Linked DNA regions of Mus musculus: regions 2, 3 and 4 are each linked to region 1. The links are chromatin contacts, called in public ChIA-PET, HiChIP or PLAC-seq and promoter capture Hi-C maps. All regions are on one chromosome and are shown on one strand. Each heading gives the region's core, a stretch centred on a gene start, on an enhancer-like site or on the middle of the called end of the contact. The rest is flanking DNA. Distances are from core to core; before and after follow the strand shown. Region 1 holds the start of Ahctf1 (AT hook containing transcription factor 1). Region 2 overlaps Cnst (consortin, connexin sorting protein). Region 3 overlaps Cnst (consortin, connexin sorting protein). Region 4 holds the start of Cdc42bpa (CDC42 binding protein kinase alpha).

Region 1 (2,649 bases), core at 84-2,583:
CGCTTGCCTGACATGTGTGAGGACCTGGATGTGATTCTTCACGGTACCAAAAAGAAAGGTTCCACAAAGTCAACAAAAACCACCTGTCTCAAAAGGACCATGTGTGTACCTATCAATTCAAAAAGCAGAGTCGACTCTCCAAAAAGTCAACCAAAGGCAAAAGTCATGGGCCTTACAGCTCGCAGATGAGCTCCGGACACGGTTCTCTTAGATGTCCTGGACCAGATCCACTCAGCCCTGTGGCCCGCTTCGCGAGTGAAACTTTTTCCCCCGCCCAGGACTCACCCGAGCCAAGCACAGGACCATGTGGAGCTCACGCCAACGCCGGAGAGACTCGGAGCGCCCGCGGCTGTCCGCGGGGAACGCCCCACAAAGGTCTCCATCGCTCCGCTACACCCTGACGGCCCGGGGTCTCGAGTCAGACTCGTCCCGGGGGGCGGAGATCCCGCCCGCGGGCGCGGGAGACGAGCCCGGAGGCTCGACTCTGCGGCCATGTGCCGGCACCCGCCGCCAGGGTTATGTAACTAACGCCCGAGCGCTGGAACGAGCCGCACCGGTCGCGGCTCGCGGACGCCGCTTCCCCGCGAGGCGGTGCGCCCGGCCTAGGCCCCGGGCCTCGCCGCCCCGGCCGCCCCGCCCTCGGCGCGCGGGCCTGCGGTTCCCCACCCTACCTGAGCCCGCGGGCCAGGCCGCCAAGGGCCCCGGCGTCGCTGCTTCCGTGCGGTCCGTCACAGCATCTCCCGGGAGACACGGCCCGGCGCGCGCCCCGGGCCCGCGGAAGCCGCTTCTCGCTCAGTCTCTCGCCGGTCCCCTCAGGCCCCGGGTGCTCCTTCGCCCAATCCCGGCTTCGAACTCGTCCCACCGCCCGCGCCGCGTCCTCCCCGCTGGCGACTCGACTTACTGGGCTGGCACCGCTCGGGCCGCGCTCTGCGCATTACCCCGGGCGCACTGCCCGAACCCCACACACACAGCCTCTCCGCCCAGGGAAGGATCGTGGCCAGGGCGGGGATCCGATCGCAGATCGCGCTGCGGGGCTCGGACTTCTCGCGAGGGTTCCGGCCTCTGGCGCCGACTCCGCGGGAATTTTCAAACTTTCCCTACTAGGCCTTTCGCAAAGGGAGAAAACCGAGACGACGCCGGGAAGAAAGATTCATTTACGTACAGCAGGGTCTCTCCGCCTCCTAGGAGCAGATAGGCGAAAGACTACAAGTCCCATAGGGCTTTGTGCGCTGGGCGTAGTGTAGGGCGTGTCCGGCTTTGCGGAGCAAGGGCCGGCCTAATCTAGTGGCGGTTCCTGCTGGCAGCCAAGCGATAATCTTTCCGTCTATGACTGCTGCTCTTGCCTCCGTTTTTTCCGTTCTGTGCTCCAACTCTTCAAGGAAACGCACACACACACACAAAACCCAGACTTACTGAGAAACTCTTACTCTCATTTTTTTTTTTTTCTCAAAAAGCAGAGAGTTCAGGTCGCCTAGCCTAATCTTTTGTCATATATCTGACGCTGGGTAATTCTGCTGGCAGAGCTTCGTGCTTGGCATGCACGAAGCTGTAGGTTCCATTATGCCAAACCTATGTTTTCTTTTCGATTTGTTAGTATTGAGAGACGAGGAGTTGGGCAGACCCTTAGTAGACAAACAGGGACATGAGCCATGGCGAATTTCCAAGATGGCCAGCTTTTTTTAACCTCCTGATTTGAGACAAAAACCTGGCAAGCTTTTATCATCTACCTGCAGGTCACCTGCTGATGGACTGGTTCAATAAGTTCAAAGCCTGATTAGAACACGTTACACAACTGTAGTGGACCGATCAACCATCCATCCTTTCTGCCTTCAAACTGACCAACACTAAAGTAGGTCAGGGAGGTTTTAGAGGTTTTACAACCCCCAGGCCTCAAGAAGAGACTGGATTTTTCAGCTTCTCAAATCCCCTCTCTGTTTTGTAGAAGGTCTTTTTCTCTGTGTGTTTACTGCCTGCAATAAACGCCTTTTTAACTGCTAATTCTGCTACTGCTTGTTGTGCTTTGCCTTTTAACTCTTCTAGTCTTAACAGTTCTTTTTTTTTTTTTTTCCTTTCAGTTTGTTCTAGACATGGTTTCTCTGTGTAACAGCCCTGGCTATCTTGGAACTCTCTTAGTAGATGGGGCTGGCCTCAAACTCACAGAGATCTTCTTGCCTCTGTCTCCTGAGCCGTGGGATTAAAGACCTGAACCACCCTTTCATTCTTTTAACTATCAGTGAAAACAGATCCAATCAAGATCCCTAGACTGTATCATTTCTAGACTGTATCATTTCTAGACTGTATCATTTCTAGACTATCATTTGGAGCTCATCTTTGGGCTTTCTTCTGTAGACTATCAGTATCTCTCTTTGAAGCTAGACCCAGCACCAAAGAATTTTCAAACAAATGAAATAGAATGTGTCTTTATTACTGAGTTGTAAGAGCACAGGCAGAATCAGGAGGATCTCTGTGCGTTCAAGATCAGCCTGGTCTCCATAGTCGTTCCAAGGCTACATAGAGAAACCCTATCTCAAACAAACAAACAAACAAACAAACAAACAAACAAACAGAAGGGGGAAGAGAGAAGGAGAAGACATTAGTAGACTGCTTTAATCAGGAAAGCCTGTCTCTACTACTCTCTCTCTCTGCACA
Region 2 (2,649 bases), core at 58-2,557, 230 kb before region 1:
GCAGACTCAATGGGGCTATGAGAGGATGGGAGACAGCATTGGAGAGAGAGAGAGAAAGAAGATAGTAGGTAGAGGAGGCCAAGAGGACCAAGAGAGTGCATGGGAACCCAGAGAGGGGAGCCAGGAGCCAAGAGAAGAACCAAGAGAGCAAGTAACCAAAATAGCAGAGTTAAATGGGATTGAGAAGCCTGGGGGAAGGGAAGGGCAGCCCAGCCCCAGAGAGGGAGAGGCTTAGGGTAGGGGTGGAATGAGAAGTGCTGGGAGGAGCATGGGGACGGAGGAAGACTTGTCTGGGGGTTTCTTTAGGATCTGACAAACAAAAGTGGTGTTTTAGAATGCAAGTGTCTCTAAACGGTACAAAGCTATAAAAGGTTAACAGTAACATTTGTGAGATTCCTACAGCATGGGTACACACACACACACACACACACACACACACACACACACATCCATCCTTCCTTTTAAAACATGAAATAAACCAGAGTCAAGGTTTTAGAAATGACGTTCAGTTGTCCACATAAAGAAACAGGAAAAAAAAAAAAAAAAAAGGAAAAAAAAAAAAAGAAACAGGAAAAAGAATGACTTAAGTTTTGCAGAATATGGTATAAATGACAGTTGGCGTCACTTTCTGTTAACCTAGAAGAGTCTGGCACTCCTGGTGATTCGTTTCTCCTGTAGAAGGTTAGGATGCAGATCTCTGTTTAGCTACTACTTTGTAATTTAACTGCACCATGAGGCTGATTTGAAGACAGTGAATATACCACGAAGTAGAATTTGGAATTATGATAGAATTCATCTCTAAACAGTGTGGATTTATGGAGTAGAATGCACAGTATGGACTTATGGTAACTAACACTCACGTGCGAGTGGGCCAGTTGCCCCTGTCTTGGCTGCTTGATACTTTCCAGGTAATTCCCAGGGCCCTCTCCCAACACTATGCCCCATCTCTTCAGTGTGTGCACCTCCTGTGAGTCTGGTTTTGTTTTTGATATACAACTTTTACAATGTGCCCAAAATGTTTTGACGTTTGGGTATGAGGAAGTACCAACAAGGGGGATGCATAATTCTGAGGCTGACATTCTGAAAATAAATAAACAAGGAGTAGAAATTACTTTTAAAGGCCTATAGCATCTATTTCTGTCAGTAGGTATTTATTTACATTGTCATGTTACACTAATTATAATGTCTGTGCCAGGAAATGCCTGTAGCATAACTTGTATTAGCAAGAATGAATTAGCATGGAGTGAGTCACCATGACTATGACCCTTGTCAAGGCTGTGTCAGAGCGGTATGGACCAATAGAAATACAGTGCAGGCTGTATATGTAATATTGTTTCTAGAAACTACACTAGGAAAAGCCTCTCCCCTTCTTGGTACATGTTAGAGTGAAACACAGGGTCTTGTGTAGGGCTGGCTAGCTTAGTACTCTACATATATCCCAGGCTAGTCTCAACCTCACAGCAGTCTTTATGCCCCAGCTTCCTCAGTGCTGGGTTTGTAGGTGTGTACCAGCAAGCTTAGCTAATAACCCTTTTAAAAAATTACATTTATTTAGCATGTGGGTGCATGCTTGTGAGCTTGGTAGCAAGTGCCTTAACCCATGGCCTTGTTTAGAGACAGGGCCTCACTGTGTTACTGAGGGTGGTCTCCAGCTCTCTATACCTGGGCTGGCCGCAAACTGTGACCCTCTTGCCACCCCTGCTTCCTGGGTGCTGAGATTATAGGTGTGGACCACTGTGCCCAGTGCTTAATCTGTATTTTGATTTCGTAAAATTTACTGATGTAAAAGGCTCAAATACAGTGTTCCACATGTGCCTAAGGCTTTCAGTTACTGAATTAATTTCCATTTTAATTTAGTTATGTAAAATGAACATTTCAGCTCCTGTCAACTCCTGTCAGTCAAAGCACTTGATATGCATTTTACCACCTTCCCCACTAGATAGGATCCATTACTGCTTTCTCTTGCTGGTCATGGTCTTCGACTGAATGCTGCCATTGTGTACAGGCAACATCCAGTAGACCAGCAGTCAAACCTTGTGACTTCACATTCGCTTCCTCGGGAGCTACGCGCTGACATTGTCCACAAGGGAGCCCTGAGGGCAGCATCTTAGGGAGAGAGCACTGAGAAGCATTAGTCTTACACACACACACACACACACACACACACACACACATACACACACGCACTGAAATTGGAACTGGGACAATGGCCTACTGGGTAAAGCGCTTGGCCCACAAGTGTGAGGACCTGGACTTGAGTTCCCAGAACATCTGTAAGAAGCTGAGCCAGGCGGTGGTGGTGGTTCATGCCTTTAATCCCAGCACTTGGGAGGCAGACAGGTGGATTTTTTTGGGTTTGAGGTCAACCTGGTCTACAGAGTTCCAGGACAGCCAGGGCTACACAGAGAAACCCTGTCTCGGAAAAAAACAAACAAACAAAAAAGAAGCTGAGTGTGTCATTGCACATCTGTAATCCTGGCACTGGGGACACAGGGATAGCCAACCTAGCCAAATCAATGAGCCTCTGGCTCAATAAGAGAAATCTTTAAAAAGGAAGTGGAAAGCAACTGAAAACTCCCTGCATCAACCTCTGGCCTCCACACTCGTTTGTGCATGTGCACCGACACAAACATTAAAATCTAGGCTCTG
Region 3 (2,649 bases), core at 82-2,581, 220 kb before region 1:
TTAGAAATTAGAATGAAGATGCATGGGAGAAAGTCTAGGGTGGGGACTGTGTAGACCTCAAGGTATGTTCACACCTGGTCACCCACAGGAATATGGCTGAGATGGACACAGCATTCTGGGGTGCAGCAGTTTGAAGAAAAGCTATGCAGTGGCTCAGAGAATCGTAGCAAAATCACAGAGCTGAAGTACTTTCTCTTTTACTATTTTTATTACTGTAAAACATCAATTTGCCCTTAGCCACTCATTGCCCAAAATGGTTGTGTTCATTCAGTGGCAGTAATTAGATTCATATCATGCATAGTCCTCGCTGGTGTCTATTTCCAAAACTCAAGCCACACCAAACAGAATGTCCATGTGCATTAAACGGTAATTTCCCTTTTCAGTCCGTCTCTCTCCTAGTCTCCCTCTGCTTTGCTTTCGTGTTTCCTGTTGGTTTTTTTTTTGTTCTTCCCTTCCTTTGGTCTCTGAGCATTTTTGAGACTGGTAACCTACTTTCATTAGTAGGACTGCTGTTTTAGTCTTCCTCAGAAACGTTTTCCATTCTTCGATTTCTTTCCTTATTCAGGCCATTCTAAACTGTTTCTTTGTCACTTTGAGACTTTTGTTATTGGATGCTGGACATGGTGAACCCTATGGTGGCAGTGACTCTGGGAAGCAGAGGGGTGGCACTTCTTCACTGGGTTAACTTGGGTTCCTTTTCTGGGCTTTCGAGCTTGGCTCTGGACTCTCTAACAGGCTGTTTGTGGTTCCTGCTCACTGCAGAGCCTCTCAGATCATGGATGTGAAAGCTCAGGGCTTTCTCTAAGCATTTATCCTTCCTAACAACCGGGACTGGCTTTGTAGTTTGTCAATCACATGGGCATTCTCGAATGCCCTGCTTTCTTTTCTTGAAGGTGACATTGTTCCTGGCTTTCCCTCTCTGGCTTCAGATATCATTTTGTGACCCAACTAGTTGTCAGTTGACTTTCTGCTCACCTGACAATAATTTACAGCAGAGTCTGCCACTTCCTGCTCTGGAGGGGCTTCTACTTAGATGACACAGAGACAAACACCTGTGTCTGTCCTTCAGGTAACAGAGACAAGTCAGATAAAGGGACATGGGAGAGTGGGGCTGCCTCTCCTGCCGTTTTGCTTTGAAAACCTAACTAGGGCTCCATCACAACTGTGCTTACCTGGTCATTGCTGGCTTCTAGACCCTTTGGGTCTCATTTGTCTGGGATAATGTCTCACATTCATGGTTTCCGCTTTTAAATGATCCAGTCACACTATTCCTCTGCCTGGAAGCCAGCAGTCGCGTCTCAGCTGAGCTGGCAGATGGCAGATACTAGAGGGGCATGCATGCCAGGGTGCAGTCCTGGCATTTCGAGACAAAAGCTGTTAGAAGCTATCCCTGGGCTCTAAAGTGCTTCCTGACAACCCTCAGGCTCTCAGCTGACTGGATCAGTCTTGTGCCAGAGGCACAGAACTGGATAAATGTATCTCAGTCAAGATAAACTACCTGATCTTTGCCCCAAAGCTGTTACAAATTTTTAAATCAAATAAAAATGTTTCTCAGTCTTTTGCTAAAATCAAGTATAAAAGCTAAATAAAACCTTAACAGACAAATGTTGAACAGTGTTCTCTTTTTTAGAGCTTAATGAAGTTGACAGGTGTTAAGTTAAATTAGGGCTTCTGAATTTGCCTGTCATCTGCAAAATGTATAAATAGCATCCCCACCTTGTTTGGAGGGTACTTTAATTGTAACTCACGTGGTTTTGCAAAGGAAGGTAACTAGAGTTTCTTGTTTCTCTTTAACCATCTGGATTCGTGTACAGTAGCACAGAGCTTTCTCTATATTGAATGAGGTGTTATAGTTAAGGGGAAATTGCATTCAACAGTTCATGTTTTGATTTTCTTGCTTAACTATAAATGTGTTTTTACAAGAGAACTTCTTATGTACCACAAAGAATTTTAGTGATAACTCATGACATATAATTAACCTTCTTAAAGTGAGAAACAATTATAAGACTTATAGGGCATTGTTGCCAAATGTAACAATATCAAAATTACCTTGAAATACACACAGACAACCACCAGGCTTCCATATTATACTTTGAATGTTCAAGTAGCTATCATAAAGTCATTTACTACAATAGAAAGGTGCAGGTTCACATCATGTTAGCCTGTAAGTCTATGGTCATACCTGTGTTTCTCTTCTTAATCGTTCCCCTACTAAAAGAAGCCCATTCTGTGCTGAGAAGAAACGAGATATGAAGCCATGGGAAGATGTGAAGGAAACTTGAGTGTCTGACTAAGAAAAAGAAGCCAACCTGGAAGGCAATGCATGTTACTGTATTGGGGACACGAGCCCGCTGGTGCTCACACTAACAGTGTTGGTGAACATTGAACCAAGTCTGTAACCGTTGGTGCTCACACTAACAGTGTTGGTGAACATTGAACTAAGTCTGTAACCGTTGGTGCTCACACTAACAGTGTTGGTGAATGTTGAACAAACTCTGTAACTATCATACATGCTTCTTTTTAAATGTTTTCATTTGTTCTTTTGTTTTAATTTTTGTTTTTTGCTTTTTGTTTTTCGTTTTGGGTTTCTCTGTGTAGCCCTGGCTGTCCCAGAACTCAGTCTGCAAACTAGGCTGACCTGGAATTCAG
Region 4 (2,649 bases), core at 106-2,605, 160 kb after region 1:
TCTTATTATTTTTCCATCCTGGGGGAGTGACACAAACGCTGTGGATTAGGAACACCGGAAATTAGGAGTCTGGGGCGTGGGAAAGCCGAATGGGGGCAGGGTGGGCAGGTAAACAGCGTCTGGAGCGGCTGTCTTGTCTTAGAGCGGTTGGAAGCCGAGGGTACCCTTGCGGGACCGACGGCATCTCCGCAGAAGTGGAGGAAGAAGGCCGGCTGGGGGGTGGTCACCGCGGGGACCCCGGGCGGCGGCGAGGCACCGTGGCGCAGTTCCCAGCCCGTGCCTCACCGAGCCAACCCGTTCCACACCCGAGTCGCCCCGGGGGACCCCGCTTCCCTGGCTGCGGCAGCCGCAGCGCCGCGGGCCGAGGCGATCCCCCTCCCCCGGGGCTCGGGCTCGGCTGGGCCGCAGCGCGCCGCTTCCAGCGGGGTCGGGGGGCGGGGCGCGCCGCCATTTTGGATCCGGACGGTCCGCGAGCCTCCGCCTGCGCGCCGCGGCGCCGGGAGCGGCCTCGGGGAGCCTAGGGCGCGGGCGCGGGCGGCGCGGGCGCGAGCGGCGCGGGCGGGAGGGCGGGCGGGGGAGGCGGGCAGAGGAGGAAGGGAGTGGTTGGGAGCCGGGCTGCGGCAGCCTCAGGTCTCCTCAGCGGCGGCAGCGCCCCCTCCTCCCGCGCCTCAGCCGCCTGCGTCCGTCGGGAAAGATGCCCTCAGCCCAAGGCTGGGAAGAAGGGACTCGAGTCGCCGCCCGAACCGCGGCTGCCGCCCGCGTCCTCTGAATTCGTCAGCGCAGCCCCTCGCCGAGGGGCGGCGGCGGCGGCGGCCGCAGGGCGCGAGCGGGAGCCCGGGCGCTGCGCCCGGCGGCACGGCGCGGCCCGCCAGCGGCCTCCGGCATGGAGCGGGCTCGCGCGGCCAAGTAGCCGCCGCCCCCGGAGCCCGGCGCGAGAGCCGCCCGCAGCCCGCCTCATCCCGGCTGCGCCGCCGGCCAGGCCCCGGGAGAAGCCGGGAGGAAGATGACGCGTCCTCGCCGCAGTCCGCTGGAAGCAAGACTCGCTGCAAAGCCCTAGGAAGAAAGAGCTCGGAGCGGAGGCTCGGCGTGCTCCGAGCCGAGCCGGGAGAACTGCTCCGGCAGCTGCCCTCCCTTTGCCGCGGAGGACTCGCCCAGGCGCTATCCGAGTGGAGGTTGGGAGCATTTGCAGAATTTTTGGCTTTCCCTCCCCCTCCATACGTTGCCCCCTCCTCCTTTTTCAATTTTTCTTCTTCCCGGGAAGTGAATTGCTGATGCCAAGGGGACTTTATTCATTAATGATGCAACTGGATTCGTTTCAGGATTATGTTGCACGAATTGAATTTTGAATGAAGGAGTTTTTTTTTTTTTTTTTAAGGAGTGTTGACTCTTTAGTTCGTTGTACTTTTAATTATTATTTTATTTAAATGTACAATTTAATTGTATTATTCTCTTAAAATATTAAATCTATATTTTATGGAAACTCACCCTCAAGATATATATGTTTATGGGTGAAATTGGAGACGCTTCCGTTAAGTGAGGTGACTGGTGTATTGGATGTTTAATTCAGCACCGGCATTGCATGACAGTTGTTGAAATAACAAGTGGTTTATTTTTAAAAACCACATCTTTAAACTTTTAGGTTCAGATAGTAACAGTAGACATCGTAAGGGCATTTAAAAGAAAACCAGCAGAAATCGAAGCAAACATGTCCGGAGAAGTGCGTTTGAGGCAGTTGGAGCAGTTTATTTTAGATGGGCCAGCTCAGACCAATGGGCAGTGCTTCAGTGTGGAGACGCTACTGGACATCCTCATCTGTCTTTACGATGAATGCAATAATTCTCCATTGAGAAGAGAGAAGAACATTCTTGAATATCTAGAATGGGGTAAGTTTTCTTCTAATGCGTTGCTGGGCGTGAGCATTATTAACTATAGTGAAAATGATGTGTATAGCCTTAACAACAGAACAAACGCCTATTAGTCAAGACTTCTCTCTCCTAGTTTTTCTTAACTGTTTGCCAGGGCAAAGCGGTGCCACTTAGTTGTTGCCTGGTTGTTTGGCCTTGCTGTTTGTGAACTCACTGCGTCTGGGGGGGGGGGGGGGCGGGCAGCAGCAGGAGCTTCAGAAGGAAGGCTGGGATTGGCAGAATTGGATTATTGAGCACAGTTGTCACAACCGTTCAGTGGGAGGGTATTTGTTGGTTGGAACATTCCTTCCCAGTCTTTGAAAATCACAGGAGATTTGAGGAGATGCTGAAGTCCCTGTGTTAATTTTAGGACAACAGGAATGTGGAGGTGGTGATCAGGGGGTTTAGTCTCATCTCTGGATAGCACTGGCAAAGGAAAGTACTAAACATGGACTTTCCAAAAATCACTAGGTTCCTGAGAAATAATAGAAATTATGTGTATGTGTGTGTGTAAAAAGATGTAGTTGGAGGATGTTTGGAGGCAGCTCCACCTGCCTTAGATTTTATTCTAAATTGAATTTGTGTCTATACTGGCTAGATGTGACCCAGGTGACCTATAGTAGTGGACTAGATCAGTGATGCGGGCAAACTCTGCATGTGACCTTCAAGGCTTGTCTGAACTCCAGGAGCCTCTGATGTCACTCACTCGTGTGAGGGAAGTCTGACATCCAGCAGTGGCCATCAC

What was found. ChIA-PET counts read pairs in DNA pulled down with a chosen protein or histone mark. HiChIP or PLAC-seq counts read pairs in DNA pulled down with a chosen protein or histone mark. Capture Hi-C pulls out chosen DNA fragments and counts their contacts.
Region 2: a contact with region 1 is called in a FOXA1 HiChIP or PLAC-seq map of pancreatic cancer cells. The contact joins the enhancer-like site here to the promoter of Ahctf1 in region 1. A contact is called at or near these places in 11 of 39 promoter capture datasets (the 3T3-L1 cell line, cranial neural crest, embryonic stem cells and 6 more), 1 of 484 Hi-C or Micro-C datasets (liver), 5 of 115 datasets of contacts at active chromatin or transcription factors (the SCID.adh cell line, embryonic stem cells, epiblast stem cells and 1 more) and 1 of 9 other capture datasets (pancreatic islet).
Region 3: a contact with region 1 is called in an RNA polymerase II ChIA-PET map of memory CD8 T cells, with 17 read pairs. The contact joins the enhancer-like site here to the promoter of Ahctf1 in region 1. A contact is called at or near these places in 5 of 115 datasets of contacts at active chromatin or transcription factors (the SCID.adh cell line, bone marrow-derived macrophages, embryonic stem cells and 1 more) and 3 of 9 other capture datasets (adipose tissue, liver and pancreatic islet).
Region 4: a promoter capture Hi-C map of adipose tissue shows a contact between it and region 1. The contact joins the promoter of Cdc42bpa here to the promoter of Ahctf1 in region 1. A contact is called at or near these places in 2 of 39 promoter capture datasets (cranial neural crest and liver), 9 of 484 Hi-C or Micro-C datasets (LSK cells, the N1E-115 cell line, Sertoli cells and 5 more), 2 of 115 datasets of contacts at active chromatin or transcription factors (both in embryonic stem cells) and 3 of 9 other capture datasets (adipose tissue, liver and pancreatic islet).

What each region holds. Positions count from the first base shown.
Region 1 is chr1:179,802,682-179,805,330 of GRCm38.p6, forward strand. It overlaps Ahctf1 (AT hook containing transcription factor 1), which reads right to left and starts at 1,334. Exons shown (of 36, transcript NM_026375.2): 1 at 672-1,334.
Region 2 is chr1:179,569,409-179,572,057 of GRCm38.p6, forward strand. The region is part of intron 1 of Cnst (consortin, connexin sorting protein); the gene reads left to right. Among named protein-coding and RNA genes, the nearest start is that of Cnst, 24 kb to the left of the region's middle. Within about 2 kb of position 1,308, at least 67 of the 459 cell types and tissues checked have an H3K27ac peak or open chromatin away from gene starts, as enhancers often do. A contact at or near this core is called in the SCID.adh cell line, embryonic stem cells, liver and 1 more, where this site is marked.
Region 3 is chr1:179,587,085-179,589,733 of GRCm38.p6, forward strand. The region is part of intron 2 of Cnst (consortin, connexin sorting protein); the gene reads left to right. Among named protein-coding and RNA genes, the nearest start is that of Cnst, 42 kb to the left of the region's middle. Within about 2 kb of position 1,332, at least 42 of the 459 cell types and tissues checked have an H3K27ac peak or open chromatin away from gene starts, as enhancers often do. A contact at or near this core is called in the SCID.adh cell line, memory CD8 T cells and pancreatic islet, where this site is marked.
Region 4 is chr1:179,959,405-179,962,053 of GRCm38.p6, forward strand. It overlaps Cdc42bpa (CDC42 binding protein kinase alpha), which reads left to right and starts at 1,356. Exons shown (of 37, transcript NM_001359541.1): 1 at 1,356-1,883. The coding sequence starts at 1,706.